2 separate regions of the Mus musculus genome follow, and region 1 is linked to region 2. A link is a contact called in public promoter capture Hi-C data. All regions are on one chromosome and are shown on one strand. The core of a region is the stretch at or near the end of the contact, and the rest is flanking DNA. Distances in the headings are between cores, read along the strand shown. Region 1 holds the start of Zfp764 (zinc finger protein 764). Region 2 holds the start of Ino80e (INO80 complex subunit E).

Evidence for each region. Capture Hi-C pulls out chosen DNA fragments and counts their contacts.
Region 1: a contact with region 2 is called in a promoter capture Hi-C map of liver, with 2.4 times the contacts expected there. The contact joins the promoter of Zfp764 here to the promoter of Ino80e in region 2. A contact is called at or near these places in 2 of 115 datasets of contacts at active chromatin or transcription factors (double positive thymocytes and large pre-B cells) and 1 of 9 other capture datasets (liver).

The regions. Positions count from the first base shown.
Region 1 is chr7:127,404,552-127,409,233 of GRCm38.p6, forward strand. It overlaps Zfp764 (zinc finger protein 764), which reads right to left and starts at 2,271. Exons shown (of 3, transcript NM_146203.4): 1 at 1,870-2,271; 2 at 1,615-1,728; 3 at 1-1,108. The coding sequence starts at 2,053. The coding sequence ends at 111.
Region 2 is chr7:126,860,063-126,864,588 of GRCm38.p6, forward strand. It overlaps Ino80e (INO80 complex subunit E), which reads right to left and starts at 2,310. Exons shown (of 8, transcript NM_001370765.1): 1 at 2,212-2,310; 2 at 1,643-1,955; 3 at 1,414-1,484; 4 at 1,178-1,230. The coding sequence starts at 2,267. Hirip3 (HIRA interacting protein 3) reads left to right here and starts at 1,910. Exons shown (of 7, transcript NM_172746.3): 1 at 1,910-2,454; 2 at 2,538-2,658; 3 at 2,756-2,864; 4 at 3,107-4,188; 5 at 4,258-4,423; 6 at 4,501-4,526. The coding sequence starts at 2,390.

The DNA of each region.
Region 1 (4,682 bases), core at 1,021-3,520, 540 kb after region 2:
AAGATGACATAGGTTCAACCCTCTGGACCTCAAACAATGTACATATCTCACCCTCTATGTTGACGCCTTTAAGACCATCACCCACACTTTCTGAATATCTCTGGGTAATGCTAGAAGCCCACAGGTGGATCCGGGTCCTCTTGTCTAGGGTCCAGGGATATAGATAACTGACGGGCTTTTTTGTCCTTATGGCCTTTAGCTCCTGGTCTATGGACCCACTGGTGGCTTGTCATAGCTGACTTTGTGCGAAACTGCCTGCCACATTGAGGGCAGGGGTAAGGACGCTCGCCAGTGTGGGTCCTCCTATGGGCTGGAATTTCAGAGCTCTGGCGAAAGCAGCGACCACAATCAGGGCATGAATAAGGCTTTTCACCTGTATGGATGCGCATGTGGCGCCGAAGATATTTGGAATCCGCAAAGGCTCTGCCACAGTGAGTGCAAGTGAAGGGGGTCACACCACTGTGTACCACCCGCTGGTGCTCACGGAACGCAGATCTCTGGCTGAAGCAGCGTCCACAATCAGCACAACAGTAAGGCTTCTCCCCAGTGTGGATACGGAGATGGGCAATGAGGCCAGAGCGACGTGTGAAGGCTCGGCCACAGTCAGGGCAACAATGAGGCCGTTCCCCTCTGTGTATGGCCCGGTGAGAGCTCAGGGAAGAAGACCGGCTGAAGGATTTGTTGCAGTCGGGGCAACAAAATGGTTTTTCACCTGTGTGAGTATACATGTGTGCCACCAATGTGGACCGCTGGGTAAAACTCTTCCCACAGTCAGGACACTGATGCGGCCGTTCCCCTCGGTGTATGGCTCGGTGCATGGTCAGGGAAGAAGCCCGGCCGAAGCATTTGTTGCAGTCTGGGCACTGAAACGGCTTTTCACCTGTGTGAGTGTACAGGTGCTCCACCAATGTGGGCCGCTGGGCAAAACTCTTCCCACACAAATGGCACCCGTGACGCTTGTCTGCCCTTAGGACCGTGGCTTGAATTCCACTAGCGGAGCCAGCAAATGAGAGTTGTGGCTCCTTCTGCCCAGGTTCTGGAGAAAATGTCTTCTGCATTGCTTCAGTCTCTTCTCTTGGTCTCTTCCTTTCCTTCTCGTGCCTGCAATCTGCTGGGAGACCATGAAAAAAGCTCAGACTCTGACTTCTACTGCCCCTTAATTTCCACAGCGCCACATGGGGACAGACTGGACACAGGACGGTAGAGACCACCGCATCTGAGCATGTGCGGTGCACAGATGTCCAGATGCAGCATAAAGAAAGGGGTCTGTGTGGTCCCCAATCCCAAGTGCAGTTGTCTAAGAAGCACTTGTCAGAGGTGGACAGCAAGAACTGAAGGAGACTCCAGAACGCAGTCACAGAGATAGTAGCAGAGAAGAAGTGGGAACGAGGGGCTACAACCTATACAGCCTAATGACCCTGTAGATATGAGGTGAGAGCACTGGACAGAACAATCACAGCCCCTTTTCAGATGAATCCAGGAGCCAGCCATCATGGCTTTGGCCAGGAAACAGCAAAATAAGAAGAAACTGCCAGGCAGTAAGTGCAGTCACTAGAAGACACCACACAGGCTGGCAACACAGAAGTTTCCCCAGGCAAGTACCCAGTCCTTCACCTGAGTGGACTTCTGTCCTGCACATGGCCACCTCTGGATCCTGTGCACAGGGTCCCCACACTTCGGACTCTTCCTCCACCCAGCAGATGAGTGCTGGTTTGGCGCCTCCAAGTCCTGAAGGGAAAAATAGCAAACCCACTAGTCAAGAGGACAACCCACTTGGTTCCGACCGCCCGTGCCCAGGTCTCTCTGCTGCCACGCAGGACCCACGGTGTCACGTGAGGCGCGAACACAGGCGGCCAGGAAGGTTCTCACCGAGAGAGGCCAGGAGACCATAGGTCTCGCGCATCACCTCTCGGTACAGGGCTCTCTGCGCCGGCCGCAGACACCTCCACTCCTCCGGGGAGAAGTACACGGCCACGTCCGCGAAGCTCACAGCCTCGGGTTTACAGGACGCAGGCGGAGCCCAGGCCCTTCCCCGGGCCATCCTCTGCGCCATGGGGACTCCCCGCACAGTCCCTGGGTCAGCCCCGCACGCCTGGGATTGCCTTCTCAGTTCACGGTGTCCGTGGTCGGGTACCAGGGCTGAAAAGGGACAGGAACCAGGTCTGTGGGCACCTTAATGTAGGTGAAAATTGAAAACTGATAGGAGCACAGCGGAGATTTCAGGAAGACCGCGTAAAAATGTGGACTTGGGCGCGGCATCTCAGGAACTATGCTCCCTAGCGGTCCTGCCCAGGGTTGCATTACTTGACTTCCTGCATCAATTTCTTCCAGCCCTCATCAAAAATGGCCACAGAGTCTACAAGTGCCAGTCTGAGAACAAATCCCAGGCAGACAGGCCCACATGAGACTGCCTGCCTGTGAGGACCACATACAGGGAGGGTTTTATGGTCTCAGAAGACCCACAGCCCTCTCAAGGTCAGCTAGGTGGAAGCGGCCTGTGAATAGATGTTTAGTATTTTATTTGTGGTCAGTGTTCATCTCGGAGCTAGAAGCAAGCCTGTGGAGGGAGACCTGTTAATAAGCTATTAAATGAAGCAGGCCTCCAGTTGTGGTGGTTTTATCAGCTTGGTCTTCAAATCTCAAACTAGTTGAGGAATACTGACTGCTCCTGATACAGATCAGAGATCACAGAGCTGATCTTTGATCAGCCAGGACACCTGGGACATTCCAGACCATCCAATCTTCTAAAAGGTTAAATGTACTCCTGCCCATCTGGATTTCTTTGCCTCACTCTTAGCAGGGAGTTAAGATTTCTGGGCCATTTGTGAGAGTCCGGGGAGGAATGAGGTCCAACTCACAGTAAGGATTTAAGTCTGACTCATTGTTATTTTAATATAAGAATACCTACCTATGAAAGGAATATTATCCTATTTGTCATCATTCAGAGCTGTTTGTGCTTTATAAAAAAAAAAAAGAAAAAGAAGCCAGGGATATGTTGGTGGAGGCACAGTGTGGTGTAGGTGAAGGGGGTGCCTCTGAGAGCTCATTTGAGTCCTCCCTTCCCCCCGGAGGTACCAGCTTATGATGGTACAGTATAGAATAGAGTTTATTTAAGGCATGGGGTGGAGAGTTGATGGCTTAATAGAGACAGATGAAGAGAGACAGAGAGAGAGGGAGAGAAGGAAAGGTGAGAAAAAGAGAAGAAAGAGAAAGAGAGAGAAAAGAGAAGTGGAATAGAACACATGGAGGGGGGAGGGGAATGAGGAGAGAAGGGACAGAGCAGAAGAGGGTTAGAGAGCAAGAGAGCAAAAGGTGTACACTGTAGCTGTGTTCAGACACACCAGTAGAGGGGGCATCAGATCCCCATTGCAGATGGTTGTGAGCCACCATGTGGTTGCTGGGAATTGAACTCAGGACCTCTTGAAAAGCAGGCAGTGCTCTTAAGCACTGAGCCATCTCTCCTGCCCTGAAAATAGTTTTAATCCCCAACCAACTGCACCACCAGAGTGGGAGGAGGGGTGACCCAGGGTTATGAGATCGCTATCAGCTCCCCCAGTTTCATACAGCATATACCTTCTAATGTGTGGAACAAGGCTATGGTGAACAGGATGTCGCCCTATAAATGATTGATCTTAGACAGTTTAAAGAGGCCACTGTTTTTATATGGGATGCATATGCCTTGTGTAAATTCTAAATAACTAGGCTACCCAAATATTCCCCGAGCTTGTTAGGGATTGGTGGCAGCTGCACTAGGGTCCACCCACTGTTGCAATGGTTAACATGGTGGAAGGAAGGACATGTGAGTATTGAACAGTGAAACAAAGCACAGAGAATGAATATGGGGAAAGACCAGTTACTAGTTGAAGGCAGTACTTTAAGATACAAAACAGATCAAACGTAATGGTGCTGCCGTAGAACACTGCCGCTTAGCAGCTTGAAGAACTCGGGATAAAGCTGAACCTGAGAAAAGGTCCACCTTGTTTACAAAGCGTATCCAAGGCTCTGCAGAAGCCTTCACTGATTTGAGATTTGATTTTTCTTTCAAAGATGAGTCTCAGCTGTGAGCAAAGCCCTGCCAGACCCTGAATTGAGGCAGGCATCGATAGAGACCTTAAAATTTGAAAATTCAAATACCAAATGTTAAGAAAACAAAACAAAACATTAAAGGTGCGGGCAGCAGCTATGGATGAGTGGATAAGGGGAATAACCAATATTAGTTCTAAGGTGCAGTATGCTAATATCAAAGGTCAAGGTGTAACTAGGGGTCTCCAATATCAAACTGCCCAGTGTGTCAATTGCAGGGAATGCAGTCATTTGCAAAGACACTATGACCAAGCCACTAAAGGTCTCAAATCTCAAAATGCTTGGCACTTTCACTGTGGGAAATATGTTCATTTGCAACAAAAGTGTGAACAAGGCATCTCTAAGGGCAATGGTTCTTCTAAATACGAACCAGAAAGAAGGCCTAGGCTTCTAGGGGGTGTGCAGGCAATGTGTTTGGGTTTGCCATTGGACTGGTGAGTGCAGGTGAAGAGAGATATTCAAGGTAATGACTTAGGGTTGATAAATGGCCTTGGGGCATGGAGCCCACCCCAACACCGGAACAAAATATGGGTTGCTTGTCCATTGTCATCCAAGGAGGAACATACAGACCCAAAACCTCAACTGAGTAGTGCAGTTCT
Region 2 (4,526 bases), core at 1,060-3,559:
GTGGGTGGGCATGTGGCACAAGCATGAAACTCTAGCACCGGGGAGGCCTGGTTAGGAGACTATGAGTTCAAGACCAACTAGAGCTACAAATGAAGACTACACCTCAAACAACAACAGCAAAACGCTATAAAGATTATGAAACTACATAAAATACAAAATGTCATGCTCACAAATAAAAATTCTAATAAAACACGAGTTGTTTTGTTTCCTAATATGCTGGCTGTGGCTGCTTTCACATGAGCCATGCAGTTTTTGCTTCAATGACAGTATTTTATAAAGTAAAATATTTTCCTGACTCTTTGCAAAGGAAACCCAGCCTGTTATTCTGCAGTTACTGCCGTCTTTAATCCTCGTCAAGCTCTAGCCAATCACTTAAAATTCTAGTTTGTGGTTTGGAGAGATGGTACAGTGGTTAAGAGCCCGACTGCTTGCTCTTCCAGAGGTCCTGAGTTCAATTCCCAGCAACCACGTGGTGGCTCAAGGCCATCTGTAATGGGACTGGATGCCCTCTTCTGGTGTGTCTGAAGACAGCTACAGTGTACTCATATACATAACATAAATAATTCTAAAAAATCCTAGAAAACCACTTTTCTTCTCAATACCATTAGTGTGTTTGTGCAGATACCTACATGCTATAGCGAGTGTTTTGAGATTAGTGGACAGCTTTCAGGAGTTGTTAGTCTCCTTTGTTCTTAAAGATTGGGCCTCAGTAACAAACTCTATGCCTCTGCCTCTGGCATGCACTACAGGAATGGCTACTACTTTTATCTTTCTAGTTTACTTTTTCACTTATTATAGACAACTGATAGAAATGACAAGCAGCCAGAGGCTTCCTTCATTTTGCCAGCCTGTGTCAAGCACAGTACCTAGAACACAGTGGATAAGGAAATACTTGAAAATCCAGAGGCGTGGTGTGTTCTTTGGAGGCAGAGGCAGGCGGATTTCTGAGGCTAGCCTCAGGCTAGCCTGGTCTACAAAAGGACTACACAGAGAAACCTTGTCCAATGGGGTGAAAAAAGACAAAACAGGAAGAAGGTGACAGAAGGCAGCAACTAGGCTTAAGAACCATTGGAGGGGCCTGCATCAGCTTCCGGACCCTAGGAGGGTGGACCTAGGAACACGTGTTTCAAGGGCCAGTATCTCATATCTTCCTAAAAGTGGTCATGACTTTGCTCACCAGAGGAGTCTTCATCCACGTTCTCATACTGCAGAAGTCGATCTAGAAGGAAACTGAGACAAGTGGGAAGGAGGGTGGGTATCCCCATTTTGGTGGTCTTGAGCCCTACCTAGTCCCTCCTAGGAGACCCACTGGATCCTCCTAAGACTGCATGCATTTGGGATCCTGTTCCGGGACGGCGTAAGAACGGATTCCCTGGGAGTTAACAGTGCCCTCGTGCCCACAAGATGCCTTACCTCTTGTCTCGGGAAACCTTCAGCAATTTCCTTTGCGCCTTTCTGAGCTCCTCCTGGAAGCACTCGTGCTCCTGCGGCGGACAGGGCGGGTGCTGAGCCAAGAGCAATCCATAAAAGACCCAGAACCCGGAGACATCTCTCCCTACTCACCCCCTTTACCACATGGGTAAACTGAGGTCCTCTCCGAGTTAGGCCTCACACTCCACAACCGCCCCACGCTGGCACTCACGTAAATGAGGAACTTGAGCTTCCGCTTCAGATTCCTGTATTTCTTTTTGTAGTCCACTTCGCCGTCCGCTGGTCCGTTCATGACCCGCCAGGGAGAAACGCCCCGGAGTAGAGTCCCGCTACCCAAGTCCGCCCGGCCTCTCACACCTCCACTTCCGGAGACTTTGCAACGCCGTATGAAACGGACTACAACTCCCAGCGTCCTCCGCGCGCGGGGAGCGTAATCACACCGCCCGCCCTCCTGGGGGAAGACCCGAAAGGAACGCTGCTTCCAGTGGCTTCGCGGTGAGCTGAGGTCACAGAGGAGCTGGACACTGGGGGGGCACAATTATTGATTGTAAACTGTTTATAAAGATTTGGAACCAAAAGAATATAACCAGAAATTCAGTATGTTAGCGAGAATACCGTCTCCCTTCTGCCTTTCGAAACAAGCGACCTAATTTGTTAATCCCGACCACAGGGATTGATTGAACTGATTACGTTATAAAGACTGCCGGCGCCGAACCGGCTTCTAGCGAAAATTTTAACACGTAGTTTTAGCAAAGAGTCGAAACCTCGCTCAAGACCCACCAGCTGCTCAGGAAAAAGCAAGGTCGGCCAAAGTTTTCCGTCTCAGTGCTCCACATCGGAGGCTCAACGGTCCCATTCCTCACGAAGCCGCCGCACTGCGCGTGCGCAAACTACTGTCGCTCGGGAAACCAGCCTTGAAGAAAAAAAGGCGGGAGCAACCAATCCCTGGTGACGCAAAATGGCGCCGGGAGATGAGATGCGAAAATTCACTCGCAGCTTCTTTCGAGCTTGCCCGGACCTCAGGTGCATAGAGTCTGGGTATTAGAGTCTGGGTTGTGAAGGGGAGGGGTTAGGCTGGAACTCTGTCATGACACGTGTCTCTGTAGCTCGGTTACGCACGCCATCGTGCGACAGAAATTTTTGATTCACGTGGGTCGGGATCATCTTGAACCTGAAGAGAAGCAGGCGTTGAAGCGGCTGGTGGAGGAGGAGCTGCCGAAAATGCAGGTGTGGGTCTAACCCTGGGCCAGCAGAGACAGGGTTTGTTGCTGAGGGGTTGGGGCAGGGCATCTTGGTTCGGTTTGCCCTCATGCTGCACCCACAGGCGGATGCTGGTACCAGGGAAGGAAAGCCAGACTTTATCAAAGTGAAGAGGTCTCCTGCTCCCTGCAGTGACCCAAAGAAGAAAAGGTTCCGCTTTAATTCAGAGTCAGGTTAGTGCCTTCTTCCCTGTTTATCTGTCTGTGACTCCAGCATCATTGGTTTCTTCAAAAGGCGAGGCGCATGTATTAATTGCAAGGCTGGGGCTTGGGGGACAGTGAGTCAGGAACCAGCTGGGGCCACAGCTGTGGTGCTTCTTGCTGCCCTTCACTCTTAACCAGAGTAGATCTAGAAGCATCCTATTCTAGATGGAAGGAGAGGGAGGAATCCATCCAGTCCCATCCCCATGTTTCAGAATCCAGCTCTTCACCATCCAGTCCAGATGGCTCAGGACCCTCAACAAAGAACAGGACAACCAAGAAGACATGTCTAAGAAGAGCCTTAAAGAAAGCAGTTGAGAGCACAGATGAAGACCACCAAACAGACCTGGATGCAAAGATGGGATTGGAGGAGAGCAGTGAGGGGGAAGCAGAGGGCTCTGTTAGATCAGGTAAGGTCACCGAGGAAGAGGAGGACATGAAACAAGAACAGAAGGGCCAGGTTAGAAAGCAAGCTGGGGCCAAAGACAAGCAAGTACCACTCAAGGCAGACAGGAAGCAGGTTAGGGAAGAGAGTGGGAGCAGTGAGGAGGAGGCTGTGCTGCAGAGAGCAAAGGTGGAGGGAAGCACAGGTGCTAACTGCCAGGAGGAGAGTGAAGAGAGCGGAGAGGAGAGCCCAGCTAAGAAGAAAGAGCTTAGTGAGCCCAGATCCAGAAGTAACAGAGCAGAGAGAACAGCCAGGGAGAGAAAGAGCTATAAGCAGAAAAGCAGGCCTGGGAGGCCAACTGGAGGCTTGCGAGACAGCGAGGCAGAGAAGGAAGGGGGCACAGTGGGCAGTGGGGACAGCAGTGAGGAGGGGGAGGCAGAGAAGGAAGGAGGCACAGTGGGCAGTGGGGACAGCAGTGAGAAGGGGGAGGCAGAGAAGGAAGAGGGCACAGTGGGTAGTGGGGACAGCAGTGAGGAGGGAGAAGAGCACTCGGTGAAGAGAAAGAGCAAGGTCAGGACCCAGACCGAGAGTGGGAGGAGGCAGAACACAAGCAGCAGGGATGACAGTAACAGCACACAGGAGCAAGCAGCTGCTCAAGGCACTACAAAGTCAGGCAGCCTAGGCAGCAGTAATGGTGACAGTGACACAGAGAGGGAAGTGAGTGACTCCCAGGCAGGACAAAACACCAAAGAGGAGAGGAAGAGCCGCTCTTCCAACAAGAGCTCCAAGAACGGCCAGGCCCGAAGTTGTTCATCTTCATCAGATTCGAGTCCAGAACCCACAGGTCAGAAGGGCAAGGCCCGAAGTTCCTCATCTTCATCAGATTCAGGTCCAGAACCCACAGGTCGGAAGGTGAGAGGACACACCAGGTGGGTGGGATCCACTCAGGAAAAGGGACTTCAGCTGCAAACTCCTTATTAGGCTGCCTCTCGCTGTGGAGAGGACCACCCAGCTGTGGCTAGACTAAAGCGTTACATTCGAGCCTGTGGTGCCCACCGAAACTACAAGAAGCTGCTGGGCTCCTGCAGCTCCCACAAGGCGCGCCTGAGTGTCCTCAGGGCTGAGCTGGAAGCACTGGGCATGAAGGGTGAGAGGGGTGTGCCTGAGATCTACAGGAGGGCCTGAGCACTGGGGAGGAGGCCTCACAAGCTGCTTCTGCTCCAGGGAACCCTTCCTTGGAGAAGTGTCGC